Linked DNA regions of Zea mays: regions 2 and 3 are each linked to region 1. The links are chromatin contacts, called in public Hi-C maps. All regions are on one chromosome and are shown on one strand. The core of a region is the stretch at or near the end of the contact, and the rest is flanking DNA. Distances in the headings are between cores, read along the strand shown.

What was found. A called contact is a pair of places that touch in the nucleus more often than the background predicts.
Region 2: a Hi-C map of leaf shows a contact between it and region 1, with 6 times the contacts expected there. The contact joins the promoter of LOC100191538 here to the promoter of LOC100193655 in region 1. A contact is called at or near these places in 4 of 25 Hi-C or Micro-C datasets (ear, leaf and tassel).
Region 3: a contact with region 1 is called in a Hi-C map of ear, with 2.7 times the contacts expected there. The contact joins the promoter of LOC103638868 here to the promoter of LOC100193655 in region 1. A contact is called at or near these places in 5 of 25 Hi-C or Micro-C datasets (ear, endosperm, leaf and 2 more).

What each region holds. Positions count from the first base shown.
Region 1 is chr9:113,322,671-113,325,413 of Zm-B73-REFERENCE-NAM-5.0, reverse strand. It overlaps LOC100193655, which reads right to left and starts at 1,437. Exons shown (of 2, transcript NM_001138749.1): 1 at 1,225-1,437.
Region 2 is chr9:113,584,537-113,587,236 of Zm-B73-REFERENCE-NAM-5.0, reverse strand. LOC100191538 reads right to left here and starts at 1,265. Exons shown (of 5, transcript NM_001136969.1): 1 at 883-1,265.
Region 3 is chr9:113,018,604-113,021,321 of Zm-B73-REFERENCE-NAM-5.0, reverse strand. It overlaps LOC103638868 (probable histidine kinase 1), which reads left to right and starts at 1,386. Exons shown (of 13, transcript XM_020544106.1): 1 at 1,386-1,882.

The DNA.
Region 1 (2,743 bases), core at 188-2,687:
CAAATTGTATGTGAACCTAAATTCTGCTGGGAGCTAAAACATGCAGGGCCATTAGTGCCGACCCTCAGTGGCCAGGAGTATTACCACACGCTTTTATTTACACAGGAACCTAGAGAAGCTAAATGTCCTAGATATTGAATATGAAGAAAAGCGGTAACATTGTTTTACATGAAATGCTCATACATGTGTGTGTTTGTAGAACAAAGCTATGTTTAATTCAATGGGAAAAAATGGAATTCTAGCAACAAATATCTTATGTCCAAGAAACTATAATGATTTTCCAAACAGATTAATCCCTGAGCTGGTGGTACAAACAAAGTAACAAACAGCAGCTAATCCAGGATTTTAATTTCAAGTCCATGCTGAGCCAATACTCCAACATACATTTGATATATTCCAATGGTCAATTAGGTAAACAACTATAAGATTTTCTGACATTCGAATGAGCAATTAGTTAAACAACTATAAGATTTGCCAACCGTTTCAGTATATAAGTATAAAAAAAGTATGGTATAATTAGTTAAACAACTATAAGATTTGCCAACCGTTTCAGTATATAAGTATAAAAAAGTATGATATAATTTAAAACATCACATAATATCTTAAGTTCAACAATTAAGCTTGAAATTTGCATAAATTACAATATGTGTACAACCTAAGAGTTCACACACTTAGTCCACATATTTGAGAACTATTAAGCCCCTGGACACCACGTTCCCAAATCGTTGCTCTTTTGTTAATAACGAAAGAAAACTGTTACAAGCAACCATCAAATTTGTGTTATCATTGACAATTCAGTCTAATTAGTTCCATATACTGGGAATTGACAAAGTGAAACACAGCTCACATTCACGAATTCACTACCAGCAAAAGCATCACCGAGTCAAGTGCATGATTTTTTTTTTTTTGCAACTCTCTCCGAAGTCAAAATCTAAGCACCGGCATGGAATGGTAGCGCCCGATTCTGAAGTCACAATCTAGGGCACAGATTCATAATCATAACACGAAGGCCTACCCTTTCCAGCTACATTAAGGGACAAGGGCGGACCAAGTAAAGGACATGGGTGTACACATGTACACCCGACATATTTTTTTTTTTTGCAAGACAATCGAAGCTAGTAAGCATAATACACGTATACACTTGTAAGTATATCAGATCCGAGTACAGGGTTTGGGTGCACGGCTTCGCGCAGCAGGGAAGGGAAGATAAAGGGGTGCGCGTACCTGGTAGTGCTCGTCGACGGCGAAGGGACCGAAGAAGACCTGGGCACCTGCCGTAGGGCGGCAGCGACTGTCGCTCGTCGTTGCCACGATAGAAGGGGACTAGGAGAGAGAGAGCGGCGGGCCGGAGAACGGGGTTGGGGTTGGCGGCGGCTGGGGTTGTTTCTACTCTTACATTTTGGCCCAATACCTCAAACAGATAACCCAACGCTAGCAAGTAGCAAGCATGTTTCTTTCTTTTTCTCTTCCTTTTCTCATTGACGGGAGTAAAAAATTTGTACTAAACATATATACACAACAACAAACATTAATATAATATGTAAATTCTGTGTGGCAAACATTATCAATATTGTAAAACAACTTTATGTATTGTTATTGTTGGTCTCAGGCGAGTCGTGACTGCGTCTCCGCCTGAGGTTAGCCTCGAGCGAGTCGTGACTGCGTCTCCCACCTGAGGTCGGCCTTGGGCGAGTCGTGAATGTGTCTCCGTCCGATGTCGGCCTCGATCGAGTCGTGACTGCGTCTTCCGTCTGAGGTAGGCCTCGGGCGAGTTGTGATTGCGTCTTCCACCCGAGGTTGGCCTCGAGCGAGTCGTGACGGCATCTCCCGCCCGAGGTCGGCCTCTGGCGAGTCGTGACTGCGTCTCCCGACATGGGTAGCCCTCGTGCAAGTCGTGATTGCGTCTCCCGGCCGAGGTTGGCCTCGGGCGAGTCGTGACTGCGTCTCTCGCATTAGGCCTCGGCGAGTCGTGACTACATCTGTCGCCCGGGTCGGCCTCGGGTGAGTCGTGACTGTGTCTCCCACCCGAGGTAGGCCTCAGGCGAGTGGTTGGGGGAGACGACAGGGGGCGCGGAGCAGGGTACTCGGGGGGAATAACGACGTGGAGGCAAAGGTCATGGGGTGGGGGCGTGTGCGCAATCGAGCGCGAAGGGGAGGCAGAGGCATCCAGGTTCTGGGAGATATACTACTGGGACTTCTGCTAGGTCATCAGGTACCTCTTCTCCTGCCGCGCACCTGGACAACGGGCCGCCAAACGTGGATCCGACCTGACCCAGGCGGTGGCGACGGGGGAGCGAGGTTGTCGGGGCGAGGGAGGCGCGAAGCGGGGTTCCCGGGGTGGGGTTGGGGGAGACGACACGAAGGTGGAGGTCACGAGAGGGGAGCGAGGTTGTCAGGGGGGCGTAGAGCGGGGTTCTCAGGGGGAGTGACTTCGTGGAGGCGAAGGTCATGGGGCGAGGGGGCGCAGTTGAAAGGGAAATGTGCCCTTGGGCCATTTCTAAGTATTTTGGTGATTTAGTGTCCAACACAAGTGCCCTAGTGTAAAAAGGTGGACAAAGTACAAATCAAGGATAAAGGTATGTTTCTCAGACTTAGTACATTGTTCTATGGACTAATGTGTTGTGTCTAAGTGCTGGAAACAGGAAAAATCCAATTGGAAATGTCTTGGCTCGAGCAGCCAAGAATCTGCTGAGTCTGGGGGCACCGGACTGTCCGGTGGTGCACCGGACAGTGTCCGGTGCGC
Region 2 (2,700 bases), core at 16-2,515, 260 kb before region 1:
ACACTGGGCCCTGCACTCACCTGGTGGCCTCCAACGGCCCCCTGCCTGCTATCCGGTGTATGTGGGGGCGTCCGCCCCCCCCCCCCCCCCCCCCCCCATTTTCCCCGTGGAGAGTTGGAGTTGTAGTCTCCCAATCTCCACTTAATAATTGTATTTACGGCTAGATTTTTTTTAGTTTAATTAATAGATAACAATGTGTATTACGGTACTACAAACTCCAAAAACTGATGTAAAAAATAAATAGCTAAGTTAAAGGGGAGCTGAATAGGGAGAATGATTGGAGAGAAGGAGAAATATGAGGAATAATAGAATATAAAGTAGGGTTGGGAGGGGGAATGGTTGGAGAGGTACTTCCATCCCCATCATAGGTGCTCGTTCTGTAATGACTGCCTGTCTGGCTGGTGAGACTTCTACTTTGGAGATGAGCATAGGTCAATTGATTTCCTCGAGCCTTCAATTGTTCTTAGTAATAATCGCAGAAAGTTTGTATCTGCCTGCCATCTCTCAGCTAATTTCCCCTCCAATTCTAGAGGGAATTTGAGTTCCCAAACTAGCCGTAAATGAATCAAGACATTTACTGACGCCGCGAAAAAAACAAACCTAACGGCCTCGCACAATGCTTCACCCTAGATTCCAATCCACACAAGACAGCCATTCGCCATGGAACCAACAAGAACATAGATGCAAGCAAGAGACGCCCGAATATTAGGACACCACAACGGTTAATCTACGCGAAACAAAACCACCGTCGAAATGGCAACCACGGGCAAGGGAAGGAAACGTCACGTCTGTGGCAAACTTCGCCGCTACTCGGGGCTAGTTCGCCAGATTGGTCGTCCTCCTATATACAAACCAGGATATGAAAAAGCGCAGAGGAAACACCTGAACGGGAGAAGGAAGCACCGAAGCTGCGGACAGCGGGGAAGAGGGAGACGTCAGGCGTGGAGACAAACCGCTCCGCTCCGCTCTGCCCCGCCCCCGCCGCCCCCCGTCCGGCCGCCTTTGCTCTTGGCGAGCGTGCGTGCGTGCGTGCGTGAAGGGAAAGCGAGGAGAGCCGGGCTGTTTGCCCCCAGGTATTTATCCGGGAGAGGATGCTGGATGCACGCCTATGCGACGAGGGCTGCGACGCGAGGCTCGAGAGCGAGACTGCGAGAGGATAAGAAGCACTTGCGGGGACGAAAGGGAAATGGGCGGCGGCTGGCGGCTGGCGTGGGCGCAGGGCCGCGTCTCGCGCCCAGCCGCCGTGACCCTGTCACGCGCAGTTGCAGATGCGTTGTGAGTGGGATTAGAGACGACAATGGGTAAAAACCCGCAGGGTATTATTTGCCCAAACTCATACCTACGAAAAAAAATATGTCCGCTAAAAAACTCATACCCATGACGGGTATAAAATTTTGGCCAAATCCGTACCCATGCGGGTTTCGGGTACTCAACGGGTTTCCCATACTCACTAACTTCAACATAAAAAATAATTTATCATGTAAATGACAATCAATACATTAATAAGCTAGCATAAAAGGAACAAGTGATAACTAATTTTAGCCTAAAATTTGTTACATGAAGTTTATTTCAATTAGAACATATTCAATTAATAATATTATGAGACATATTTATAAGGAATGTTAATTTTAAGGCGGGTTTTAAAAAACACATGGGTTTGCGAGTATGGGTAGTGGAAGAACAAACCCATGCCCACGTACCCGTTGGGTTTCCATTTGAACCCATTAACAAACCCATGGGTAGAGAAATTGACCCAAACCCATACCCTAATAGAGCAAAAACCCACCGGGTTTCGGGTAGCGGGTACCCATTGCCATCTCTAAGTGTGATGTGCCGGCCTGATTGCTTGAGAGCGCTTTACACTGTCTTAACAAGGTACTCTATATTCATCTTATATATTGATATATATGGATTCTTTACTATCTTCTTTAAAATATTCTCTCATCTATATTTTTTCTCTACAGCCACGTTCTCTATATCTGGTTTTCTATACTAAATACCAAATTTTAAAGACATTTTATTTTTAATTTTTATATGTATGTATTTGTCACACTCTAAAATATTTTATGCATATTTTAGTTTTGCTAAATCTGTTATTTAAGACATTAAAATTGATAGAGGAGGGAGGAAAGAACCTCCATATATAGAGGGTGAATGAATGTCAGTATTGTTTAGAAGACGTTGTGTGATAGAGGAGGAGAATATTCCCTAAATATAGGGTGGATGAGGTTTTAGCACTTCTTAAGGAGTGTTTGGTTTCTAGGGATTAATTTTTAGTTTCTTTATTTTATTTTATTTTTAGTTACTAAATTTTCAAATACGAAAATTAAAACTCTATTTCAGTTTCTGTATTTAGCAATTTAGGAACTAATAAAATATAATAAAATAGAGAGACTAATACCTAGGAACCAAGCTGTCCTTAAGGGTTTATTTGGAAGTAAGGGTAATAGAGGGGGTTGGAGGGGTTATAATCCTCTACTATTCAATTTTAAATAGTCAGTGATTCTAGCCCTATCAATACCCTTCATTCCACTTACTCCCAAACAAGCCCTAAGAAAGATAACTTTATTGAGCGTGTCTGCACCACTAACTAAAACTAAAACGACGTACATGTTCTAGGAACTAACAAAGAAGAGAACATTAATATCACATTATTAGACATTTTCACCTAAATTTTAATCCATCAAAAGAATAATAAAA
Region 3 (2,718 bases), core at 137-2,636, 300 kb after region 1:
CATGGCTTGTCTGGGTGGGACAATATGGGGACATCACGATGTGGTGACACGATACCGTACAAGTAGAGTGAGAGGAGGAAGAAAGAGGGAGGCCCGATCAAACGGTGTAAACACTTAATTTTCATCTACTGTTTGACACTATTATATTTGGTCTGGTTTCTGATAGTTGATGAAAATTACTAATTGTTATCTTTTTACCGATAAAATTAGATAATTTTCATCAACTGTGTTATGACCGATGAAAATTATTCATTTTTACTAGGTAAGCCAAAAGTACACCAAAATTGTTTAACTATGAAAGTATTTCAATTTTCTATTATGATAATAGTGGGCTAGTTAGTTTTTATGGCCCTTGTAATAAAAATCACATGATTTCCGGATTTTCGGCATCAGACAAAACAATGTTAGACCAAGGAGTATAGTAGTACGAATCATTTGGGTGTTGTCGGGACTGTGACCCTACTATACATTCGTAGCGATGCTTTTTTGTCGCAAACAAAAAGGGAAATTCATAGGAATAAATATTTAGAAGGTAAAAAATACCTCGAAATTGTTTTTATAAACTGATCAAAGAGAAAGTGGACGTAAAACTAGAAAAATAAAATATATGATAATCCTTATCCTTTTTAAAGCACCAATTTCTTACGTCACATACAAAACGCGTAAATATATCCTTGTCTCCCACTTCTTGTCCAACAATGGGCCTTATATATTGTTACTAGGGGCGGACCTAGTGGGTGGTTTATGTGGCCCACGGCACACTCTAAGATCATATAAGATTAGTTAGCATAGTGATGTAAATACTATCTTTTGAACTTGACAGTCAAGGTTCGAGTTTTATTGATCTTTGTTTTTTTTGTTTCTTTTTTTATATTTTTTCGGCACACCCTAAGCGTAGCAGCTTGGTCCGCTACTGATTGTTACACAACATATGTGTTATGATAAATCACTCAAACATAATACGACAAAAAGCCACACATAACTCAGGACTCTCATATGTATCACCTCGTTAGCTGAAGGACAATAAGCGATCGAGCAAGCTATAAAAAAACAGATTAGACTCTTTTTGAACTCATAAACTTTGTTGGCCTTTTAGATAAAATAAAATATAATATTTGTTTTTATCACTCTAATATTTAATATATGAATTATATGTTTACTTTAATATTAAATTTATTTTTATAGGTATTAAATATAATTGTGCGTCGTCACATTATACGGACGCAAATCCAAGCTAGGACGTCCATGAGACCAATAGACCATGACCATGGCCCAGAACTCCAGAAGCATGGTACCAGGCACTCAGGCGGCTGACTCGGCGAGCTCGTTACCCCGCACGACCGCAGCCATCATTTAAAAAACTCCCCCGTCCGCCCGGTTCCCCCGCCGCGTTTATTAACCGCCTCCCCTCGTCGCTTCCCTCCGCGCCCACCACTACCACCACCACGGGGCGGCGGCCAGATTGGCCGGCGAGAAACGGAAAAAAGAAATCAGCCACGAGAGCGAAGACTAAACAAGTCGGGCGGAGGGCGTCGCCAGTTGCGCAATTCTTTTCGCTGCGCACATGGCCCATCCGCCCCCGCGGGCTCGATTCCTTGCACCAGCTGCCCAGCCTGCCCCTCCGCCACCCCGCGCAAATTTTATACTATTCTCGTCACATGGACGCTGCGCCCCCGCCCCGCTCGCGGCCATTAGATCCTCCTCTGCAAACTCCACCCTCTTCCTCCGGCCCTCGCCTCTGCTCCTGCTCTGCTCCCCGTCGCATTGACCCGCACCTGCTTCCTGTGCTCGCGTGCAGCTCAGCTCAGTTCTGCTCCGTCCGTCCAGGCCGTGACGACTCGTCTGGGATGGCGTCTCCCCGAGCTGCGCCTTGTTCTTCCAGGTGGGCGATCCTTGCTTGCGTGCCGCGAGGTTTATTGATCGGGAGTGCTGGCCGGCCGGCCAGGCATTTTGTTGGATGGGTGGCGGGCGTAGTGCTATTCAGTCCAGCTGTTCCGTTTTGGCTGTTTTTTTATTGCTCTTTCGTGCGTACCAACTTTGCTCGGCCGTCGCGCGGTGAGAGATTTGATCTTGAGCTCTCCAGGATCACTTGATCTTTTTTCGGCATTTCGTCGAATGGGTAGATCGTCTAGCCCATCAGACCAGGGGATCCTACTCGGATCAGGTCTCCGACGTATGTTTTCCAGTTGGGCGTACCGTTGTTTCTTGATTTCAGTTAAGCTTGTGGTGCCTTTCTTTGGTGGCCAAGTGTTTGACTTTGTGAGCTGTATGCCGCGTAGTTGATCCGTAAAGACTAGGGTGTTATCCCCTGGAGGGTTCAGTTTAGTTGGGTATAAGTTAGTTTTGTCAGGTTTGCACCTCAGTGTTAGTGACTCATCAGTTAGTTTTGTTCGGTAATTCAGCAGTGTTTGATTTTGGCCACAGCCGGAGAACCCCAGAATCTTGGATTCGGTTGTGCACTTTTTTTTTCACCGATCCTTCCCTTGATCCAAAGATGATCCAGTATGCCTTGAGGGAATGGAAGGTTCCATCTTTATGGCTTAGAATTCCGTTAAAAGCTGAGTTTTGTGTCAGCTTTTGGTAGTGCGCTGTTATTTGTTTTCTTGAGCAAAGCTTCTACTCTGTTGAGATGTTCCATCAAAGCCAAATCCTTTTGGCATCTTGATGAACTCATATGTTGTTTGTTTGATCATTCTTAACTTTCTATTAATCATAGTC